Linked DNA regions of Mus musculus: region 2 is linked to region 1. The links are chromatin contacts, called in public ChIA-PET maps. All regions are on one chromosome and are shown on one strand. Each heading gives the region's core, a stretch centred on a gene start, on an enhancer-like site or on the middle of the called end of the contact. The rest is flanking DNA. Distances are from core to core; before and after follow the strand shown.

The links. ChIA-PET counts read pairs in DNA pulled down with a chosen protein or histone mark.
Region 2: an RNA polymerase II ChIA-PET map of effector CD8 T cells shows a contact between it and region 1, with 18 read pairs. The contact joins the enhancer-like site here to the promoter of 4930556I23Rik in region 1. A contact is called at or near these places in 5 of 39 promoter capture datasets (the HPC-7 cell line, embryonic stem cells, neutrophils and 1 more) and 4 of 115 datasets of contacts at active chromatin or transcription factors (acute myeloid leukemia, effector CD8 T cells, microglia and 1 more).

Annotation. Positions count from the first base shown.
Region 1 is chr1:37,612,315-37,616,852 of GRCm38.p6, reverse strand. It overlaps 4930556I23Rik (a long non-coding RNA gene), which reads right to left and starts at 2,346. Exons shown (of 2, transcript XR_373329.1): 1 at 2,286-2,346; 2 at 1,480-1,954. It overlaps Cracdl (capping protein inhibiting regulator of actin like), which reads left to right. Exons shown (of 10, transcript NM_028096.1): 8 at 2,185-2,372; 9 at 3,372-3,516; 10 at 4,457-4,538.
Region 2 is chr1:37,325,291-37,329,828 of GRCm38.p6, reverse strand. All of the region lies in intron 1 of Inpp4a (inositol polyphosphate-4-phosphatase, type I), which reads right to left. The region is part of intron 2 of 4930439A04Rik (a long non-coding RNA gene); the gene reads left to right. Among named protein-coding and RNA genes, the nearest start is that of 4930439A04Rik, 6.7 kb to the left of the region's middle. Within about 2 kb of position 2,293, at least 9 of the 459 cell types and tissues checked have an H3K27ac peak or open chromatin away from gene starts, as enhancers often do. A contact at or near this core is called in effector CD8 T cells, where this site is marked.

The DNA of each region.
Region 1 (4,538 bases), core at 1,097-3,596:
GGTTTGTTCTAAGGCAGATTAGATTGCTCCCTTCCCAGGCAGGTGTGGGGAGCCAGCTTTTTCTCAAACTCTCAGCAAAGGGATCTCATACATTCCAACACGTGGTGTCTGCTGTTCAGTGAGAGACTTGTCGAGCTCTGCAGGTGTTGGCTGCAGACCTGGGTACACTTGACAACCTAAAGCCCTTATTATTCCGGAGGAGGGGCTGAGATGTCAGAAATCTTTAAACCAGATCCCCAGGAGACTCAGGTCTGTCTATTGAGGCCGGAATATAAACAAAGGAGTGGCTTTATTTGCCACATCTGCCGTGCCCTAGAGCTGACCTTTTGAGCAGATCTAATCGCAGAAGAGATTTTATGTTTCAACCTTGGCCCTGAGAGTTAATGCTTTAAGGGGTCACTGACAACCTGTTTGCCCGCCCCCTCAAGGCCGCCATAGACTGCCCACTGCCCGTCTTCATTCCTCTCTCTAGCCCTAGCCCTCCCTAGCCCAGATGGAGCACAGACGCAGAGCCGTGGGTTCCAGTGTGGCAGAGGATAAGGGTGCAAGTCACAGAAACCACTCAGGCCTGTGTCACAGAGCAGAATGACTGTCACCCGACTCTGCCCATACTTTACTTGGGACAGAGGTGCAACATCTCTGAGGCTTGATATTGTGAGATGTGTCCAAGTGTGGGGAAATACAGGAACCAAACAGGAAAGAAATGGCTGCTAAGAGGTCTTGGTCACTTGCTCAGGCCAGTGCTCCATGAAGTTGCCTGTAGGTCACCTCCTGGCACAGCCTAGTGCAGTTGCAGGGTTCACCCACTCCCAGGGTCAGCATGTGAACGTAGGTACATGGGCATACATCAGTGCAGTTGGAAACATTGCCACTTGAGCAGTCCCCAGAGCCCCACCCTCCCCTGGGGGTCCCTTCTTGCCAAACCACCTTAGAGGCAGTCTCATATAACTTTTCTGCTCGTTTGAATGTTTTTAACTCTACGTGTACAAGTGTTTGTGCACCGTGTGTCTACCTACCGATGCCAAAGAAGGCAGCGTGACCCGAGGAACCAGAGTTACAGATGGTTGTGAGCCACATGTGGATGCTGGGACTCAACCTCAGGTGCTCAGGCAGAGCAGCCGGCACTCCTCCCTGGGCCCCCCAGCCCTCCTCCCTGGGCCCCCCAGCCCTCCTCCCTGGGCCCCCCAGCCCTCTTTATGCTCATTTTAAAAATGTATCTTTTGGCTCAGATGAAATTATCCAAGTGCAGGTTATAAAGAATTTACCAGAACTATGTCTTGTGCCTTTGGGCTAAGAGGTGACAGAGTGCTCAGTACCCAGCACTGAGCTTTGAGGAGGTGAGAGAGGCTGGCCTGGCCTTCAACAAGCTACTTCTCTGCTCTGATTTCAAACTGGAATGGCAAGTTCCTCGGGTTGTGAATTTAATCTTATCAGAACTGTTCGAGGAATATGTTGTTAGCCAAGAAAATAAAGTTCAAACCCTGAGAAAATGTTCCGTCTGTTTCGAAGAGAGTAGCTGCCTCTGGGATAGGGATGGGAGTGAGGGTGAGACACAGGAAGAGTTCTGCGGGAGCTCCTGGTCACTAAGTGAAGAAATGGCAGGAGAGGGCAAAGAGGGCCCTTTAAAAGAATGTAGAGCAGGAGAAGAAAAACAGCCGGTGTTAACCATGCAGGCCCCAACTTCCTGTGTCAGGTGAAGACAGATGGTTGTAGAAATGGCATCACGTCCCACAAAGGGAATGTTTTTAGCGCGTCAAGTAAATCCGGAGTGGGGGCGGGTGGCTGGTCCCAAATGTAGACTCTTATCAAAGGCATCCTATCTGTGCATACATTCCAGCTCCTCCCAGAGAGAAGGCCCTGGTAGAAATTAGCTCCAAAGTGCACAGGTTGGGGTGGCAGCTGCATCTTGTGGTTTTGGCGGCTCAGACCAGAGGAGGTAATCTATTTGAGACATCTATAGAAGAAAAAAAAAAATGAAGTTTGCTGAAGAGAGGCTTTGGCTCAGGGGGGAATGGGAAGTGGGGGTCTCTCTGAGACTCTACTCCTCAATCCTACCACTCCTCAGCCCCCTGAACCAAGCAAAGCAATATAACACACCTTGTATGGGAGAGAAGCTGTGGGTGGGACTGAAGGGGAGAGTGGGACTATCTGCCTAACATTGCTCCTTCTTGGCCTTTATCACAGAAAAGGGTCAGCCTCCTGCGGCTACAGGTCCTGGGGCTGATGGGCAACCCACCCCACCCTGGATCACCATGGCCCGGCAGAAGAGAAGAGGAGCCCCAGACCTGCCCGTCAACCAGGAAGAGAAACCTGGGTCGAGGATCCTAAAGACAGAAACTGGGAAGCAAGCCAAGGTGGCCGAGAGAGCCCAGGTTACCACTCTTTTTCTGTGGCGTTCGGGGTGGGGGTGGGGTGAGGAGGGCAGCGATCTTGTGAGGGTGTGGTGGGAGCAGGTACCGCTGTGCTCACAGAGGTCCTGCATGAACATCACAGAGATGCCGTGCCTACCGTGATGGCTGACATGCGCAAAGGCAGTACGTCAGCTTGTGGACCCCGTGATGGAGCTAGCTGCCTCTTTGCCTGTGTGGGCTGGTAGAAATGCAGTGGCGCCCGAGGCTGCTCTGGCCTCCTAGGCAACGCAGCTCAGCCTCTGGAAAAAAATTGAAGACAGTTAAAACAACGGCTCCCTTCAGACACACGCTAATATGGTCACCAGCTCCACCTCAGCCCCTTGTGTGATGATAAATGAAGCCTGCTCTGGCTGCTGCCTGCTGGCTTCCCTTTTCCCTCACCTGGGGCTGCACAGCCAAAACCTGGAGTTGCATGTTGTATTCAACTGAAAACAGCTCTCACCAACCCCAACAACTGTGCTGATGCACCCTCTGCTAACCAGTACAATAAATGGGGTTCTGCTGTCTAGGAAAGGGAGCCTGCGCTGCAATAGGACCTGCTTCCCTTCCTGCTAATGCAATCCTCAGTTGTGTCTACACAGCTGAAGACCTGTATGTAGCATTGAGGAGGGGAAATTACAGTGCGAAATGTTAGCCCATTTCAGCTGCTGCCATATAGTGTGTATCATAAAACCATTCCCTACGGCTTTCACATAGAGTCCTCGCTCTATACCATCTGGGGCTGAGACTGGGCTGTCCAGGCAAGCAAGGAGCCACCATGCACACGTGGGCTGCAGGAGGCTGGCACAAGTCAGCTCTGGCATTTTGGTGGGTGATGCCGGTGCACAGAGCCCCTTTCCAGAAAGTGCCAGCAGCAGGGTGCATCTTGGAAGAGACATTTTGTAGCTAAGACACTTGGAGTATTTACCCACTCTGAGTCTGTTATCCTTGGGCAGCACCTGTCATTTTGTGTCTCCGTAGGAGTCTGTGAAGCAGGGTGACTTCGTCCGGAGCAAATCTTTCCTGATGACCCCTGCAAAGCCTGCTGTGACCCAGAGGCAGGGGTCAAAACTGAACCTCAAGGAAGGGCTACAGAGAGGAATCTCACTGTCCCATCAGAACTTGGGTATGAGACTGGCTTTTATTTCCAAATACTTTGGCACACACTCATGCACGCGCACACAGATATATATATTTACACATACACACACACATATATATATTTCTTCCTATGATTGGAGTTTGTGTTATTGAATCATTTTGCCATGTTGAGCAGTGTTTTTTTAATGTAGTCCCCCCCCCCTTTTTTTGAGAAGGAATTTACATGAGATAACGGTCACCCATATCCAGTGTGCATTTCAGTGGATGTATTTAACGGTGAGATTATGTGTATTTGCGGAGTCCCACCACCCTGGTAGCAATCTAAGAATAGAACATCCCCCTCACACTGGAAGGAAACCTACTTGTCACATTCCCTACCCTGGGGGTAGGTAAGCACTAACCTACTTTGTGTCTCTGTGAGATATCCCTTTTTGGGAATGTGAAATCATAAAACACAGGTCCCTGTCTCTGCTGGTTTTGAATGCAATTCTGAGCTCCGGGAGGTGGTATTTGTCACCTCAAATGGTGGATGAGCCCGGAGTCTCCTGCACACTAATCACATACTCTCCCGTCGAGTGACATCCCGAACCTAATATTTTTTAATTTTTTATTTACTTTGTATTGTGGTCAAACGACACGAGACTTGTACTTTACTAGCCATCTTAATTGGGTGGTTGTGAAGGTGGTATGCTCGGTCCCTCGTGCAGCCTACCTCTGGTGTTCTGCAGTTAGACCCTGAACCTTTCTAGACTCACTTTGCCTCCGGAACCACCTAAGCCTGCTCTGAAACTCTTCCAATCGTATGTGCTCCACACTCGATGCTTCAGTCTTCACTCCTTTATGCACTGAGGGATTGTGTGTCCTGGAGCACAGTGGAGACTGGAACGTATATTTAAAGCTATAGGAGAGGCTTAGCGAAAACCCACACTGGGTCTCTTGCTTTTGTCTGTTTTGTCTCCCAGCAGCTCAGGCTGCAGCGACCACAGAGAAGGAACTTCATCAGCTGAAGAGGGCCAGTTACGCCAGTACAGATCAGCCATCCTGGAT
Region 2 (4,538 bases), core at 1,044-3,543, 290 kb after region 1:
CTGAACCGCTCTCCACCTCAGACAACAGGCCTTCTGGGCAACACAAGGCGCTCTGTATAGCCCCATTGGGAAGTCAGTGGCTTTTGCACCTTTGTGAGTTGAATCCTGCCTGGGAAGACAAGAACACAGACTGAGCAACCCCAACCTGGATATCTGACATTGGAAACGCTGCAATCTCTAAAGTCAGCTCAACCAGTCTGGTTTACCTATGCAAGCATTTCAAAGATGATAGACTCCAAAATGTGAAAAATTCCTGGTTCCAAGCATTCCAGGAATGGTTGGCCATACACAGGCTGATGAGAGAGGCAGAAATATCTTCCAGAATATCTCTGAGAGCAGAGAAAGCAAGTGACAGCGAGAGAGAGAAGGGAGGGGGCTGAGGGGCTCAGCAGTTTTGAGAGTGTAGCACTCCTCCTCGAGGACCCCACCTATGGATCTCAGCACTCATGCAGAGTGACTCACACTGCCCAGGACTCCAGCTCCAGGCCCTCTTCTGGCCTCTCTGGGTACTGCATGCATGCACATACACACACACACACACACACACACACACACACACCTTTTAAAAGAGAAAGGAGGGTGAAGAGCAGATGCATGGCAGCCTGCACAGGGAATATTTTTCCATGAGAGAACCCCAGAGCCCTTACAGAACTTCGCAAGCTATCACTGGGACACACATAACTCATATGTTGTGTTTTATGAATGTTCACAATGCTCACGCATTCACCTGATTTAGGATTGACTTTCCAGGAAAGAATCTTAGGCAGTTGATGTCATTATGACAGTCCATGAAGACACCCAGGAGGGAGGCGAGGAAAGTTAGTCAGCAGCCTTCTTGTTGGGAGGAATCAGGACTGAGAAGCACCCAGCAAGCAGCTCATTCCCTATTGCGTGAAGTTCAAGTTCCCCACTGAAGGCCTGGGTTTCAGAACTCTCACACAGTCCTGCTTCTGTTCGGCCTTCTCTTCTCATCTGGAAGCCCTGCCCTTTATTTTAGTAATCATCAAAGAGGAGAACCTAGAAGTGACAATAACTTTTTCAATATGAGCAATATTTATGAACACCTTGGGCTTAGGTGGTTGGTAGCACATCTCTGTACCGCATCTCAGGGCTTGGACAGAGTGTCCTTACTGGATTTCTATCGTTTGGCAGCAGATCATTGGAAGAAGGATGCTATCACAACTGACCCCTGGATTGACCAGTCAAAGGAAGAAGGCTTTTGTTATTTTTGTGTGCATAGATGTGCTGCCAGCATGTACGTATATCTGTGTGCTGCTTGCATGCCTCCTGCCCAGAGGTTAGAAGAGGATCCCCCAGGATTAGAGTTACAAATGGTTGTGAGCTGCCATGTGAGTGCTAGGAACCAAATCTGGGTCCTCTAGAAGAGCAGCCAGTGCTCTTAACTGCTGAGCCATCTCTCCAGCCTCAACATGAAGCATAAAAAGCATAATATTTACAAATATGAAACCATGAGAGTCAATAAAGTAAAGGATTCTACAACTGGGTTCTGACCACCAGAAACTAGTCAGCATTCCTAAGTGAGAGTCGGTCGGTCCCAAGCGTGAGAGGTGCATTAGACACAGCTAACCCAACACTCGGAGCTTTTTGGAGAACAAGCCCAGCCCACAAGGCTGAGCAAGGGCAATAGAGAAGGTTTTTTTGTTTTGTTTTGTTTTTTTTATCATAGCTACCCCAGTTCATCACTCAACATCTGGAAAATAAGATCACACCTTAGTTAAAGAAAGTGCTTTGGCTGGGCAGTGGTGGTGCACGCCTTTAATCCCAGCACTTGGAAGGCAGAGGCAGGTGGATTTCTGAGTTCGAGGCCAGCCTGGTCTACAAAAGTAAGCTCCAAGACAGTCAGGGCTATACAGAGAAACCCTGTCTCCAAAAAAAAAAAAAAAAAAAAAAAGTCAGTGCTTTAACACATAACCTACATAGCTAAGATTAGTGAGCACAAAGATAAAGCACCCACAGTTTTCACAGGAATTCAAGGTTGTAACACTCACGATGCAACCAGGCTGCATGATCACCTTATTCAAAGATTTTTAACCTATAACATTCTCTACGCTGGGGTAGTATTTCTTTAGCAGCCACAGGCAGGGAAAGCAGCAGAGGTCTGTGTGACAGAATGGCCTCCACACACTTACACTCCAACCATTCACGGGGGATGTGGGGGGCGGGGGGAGGGCTGACAATGCATGATAGGTTTGATGAGTGTTCTGTAAGAGGCCATCACAGTGAGAAAGAAGCCACAGAGCAGAAGACTGGGGCCACTGTGGGACAGTAGCGATGCAGCAGCAGCAGGCCACTTGCCTAGCATGTGACACCTTGGGTTCACACCTCGGTATCAATTCTATGTATGTGTGAAATGAAAACCAGTGAATTCACAGCAACTTGACAGGGAAGAAGAAAGGTCCTACAGATGCTCTTGTCAACTGTTTGCCTTGGGTGCCATCTTCAAAGAGTACTGAACTTGCAGCCCACCTGTGTGGCCCAGGCACTACTCTGGGTCACAGCTCCCTTGTGAAGGTGTGATGCCCAGCAGGTGGCTTTCCACACAGCACCTTGGTCAGCATGCAAGCATGGACTGCTGGCCATTTCCTTTCTGGACCTGTAAAGGTCCAAGGGGTAATGTGGTCCCCACCCACATGCTTGTCCTTCTCTAGCCAGAGCAGCAGAAGTAGAAATTGTCTGGTAAATGTAAATGAGCTAAATACCTAATAAAAAATGGAAAAAAAAAAAAAAAAAAGAAACAACCCCAGACCAATCTCATGGAAAAAAAAAAAAAAAAAGAAAAAGAAATTGTCTGGTGTGGTGGATTGAATAGGAATGACCCCCATAGACTCATATGTTTGAATGCTTGGCCCTAGGGATCGGCATTAGGAGGTGTGGCTTTGTTGAAGGAGGTGTGGCTTTGTTGGAGGAGGTGTCTCACTACAGGATAGGCTTGAGGTCTCAGAAGCTCAAGCCACACAGCACGGCATTCTCTTCCTGTAGCCTGCTGATCCAGATGTAGAACTCAGCTACCTCTCCAGCACTATGTCACAAAGTCTGCCTGCTGCCATGCTTCCCATCATGATGATAATAGCCTGAACCTCTGAAACTGTAAGCCAGCCCCAAATAAATGTTTTCCTTTGTAAGAGTTGCCGTGGTCATGGTGTCTTCACAGTAACAGAAACCCTAAGACAGCTGGAAATCAGACACAAACATACAAGGACAGCAGCCACCCACCAGGCAAACTGATTGAAGCTTTACTGTTCTGGAGACCCAGTGGACTGGACATGGGCTGTGCCTGGCAGAAGCTACTGCCAGGAAAGAAGAATCAAAGGAGAGAAAAGAGCTAGCTGGCCACTTCAGCTACATTATTCTTTATGCACAGGGTGCCTACCAATGCCTGGGACTATGACAGGGTAGAGACCCAAAGGAGAGCAAAACTCAGGCCTGCCTAAAGTGTCTAGCATGGAATGCAGAGCCATGTTAGTAAAACTCTACATCAGGAAACAAGCCCAATCTAAGTACTACTGTCTTCAGAGGCCTGGAAGGAAGCAGGTTAGGGACGGAGAATTTCTGGGAGACACAGCAGTCTTGAGCATTCCCAGGTGGTAAGATGTGGACCCATCAAGAGAAAGTGTCTAAGAAGTCCACTCCATTTCCAATCAGTGGGGCCCTTACCATCCAGTCACAGTGCTTGTAACCAGCAGCTTTCCTGACTCTACCTCATGCAGAGGAGGAGACAGGAGAGGTGGGCTCTTCCCAGACCTAGAATGAGGACTGCCTGCTCCAAGGAGCTTCCAGGCTCAGCCCTGAGAAAAACCTGGCCTCCTGATGACAACTCAAATATGTGGCTGTGCTTCAGCTTCCCTGGAAGAGGCAGGTATTGGTTTAACATATATGCTGCGCCTTCATCCTGATACTACCTGGTCCAAAATAGCAAACTCACAATTCTAGGACTACTGAATCTCACCTCCCAAAGTTTCTACAGTATGCTTCCTTGGGATCTTTTAAAGTTTAGTTTTCACAATCATTTGTGTTTTTACTTGGTGTGCTTGTGCATGCGTGTGTGTGTGTGTGTGTGTGTGTGTGTGTGCGCACACATACCATGCTGCATGTGTAGGAATCAAAGCACAACTTGAGGCAGTCAGTTCTCTCTTTCCACCATGGGGCTCCAGGCTCAGAAGCTGGTGCCCAGGCAGGCGGCAGAGGCACCCCAACTGCTGCTCACTTTTTTCATTTGTGGCTTTTTTGTTTTTTTTTATTTGTTTTGTTTTTGGTTTTGTTGGTGTGTATGTTCTTCATTACCTTACACACTAAATTCACTTTAAATATTAAATATTTAAGATTTATCTTTTTTTCCAGTCTGATTCATTTTACTCAGGAGAAAAATAAAGGCAAACTCTTGCTACAAAGACTTGTTAGGAAAAAAAAATCCATACAGAGTTGATTTAGAGGCAGCCAGCCCATCTGAGTTATCCATAGGAGAATTAAACATCTGTGGACTTCCTCACTAAAGAAATGGGAAGACACAACACTGGGGA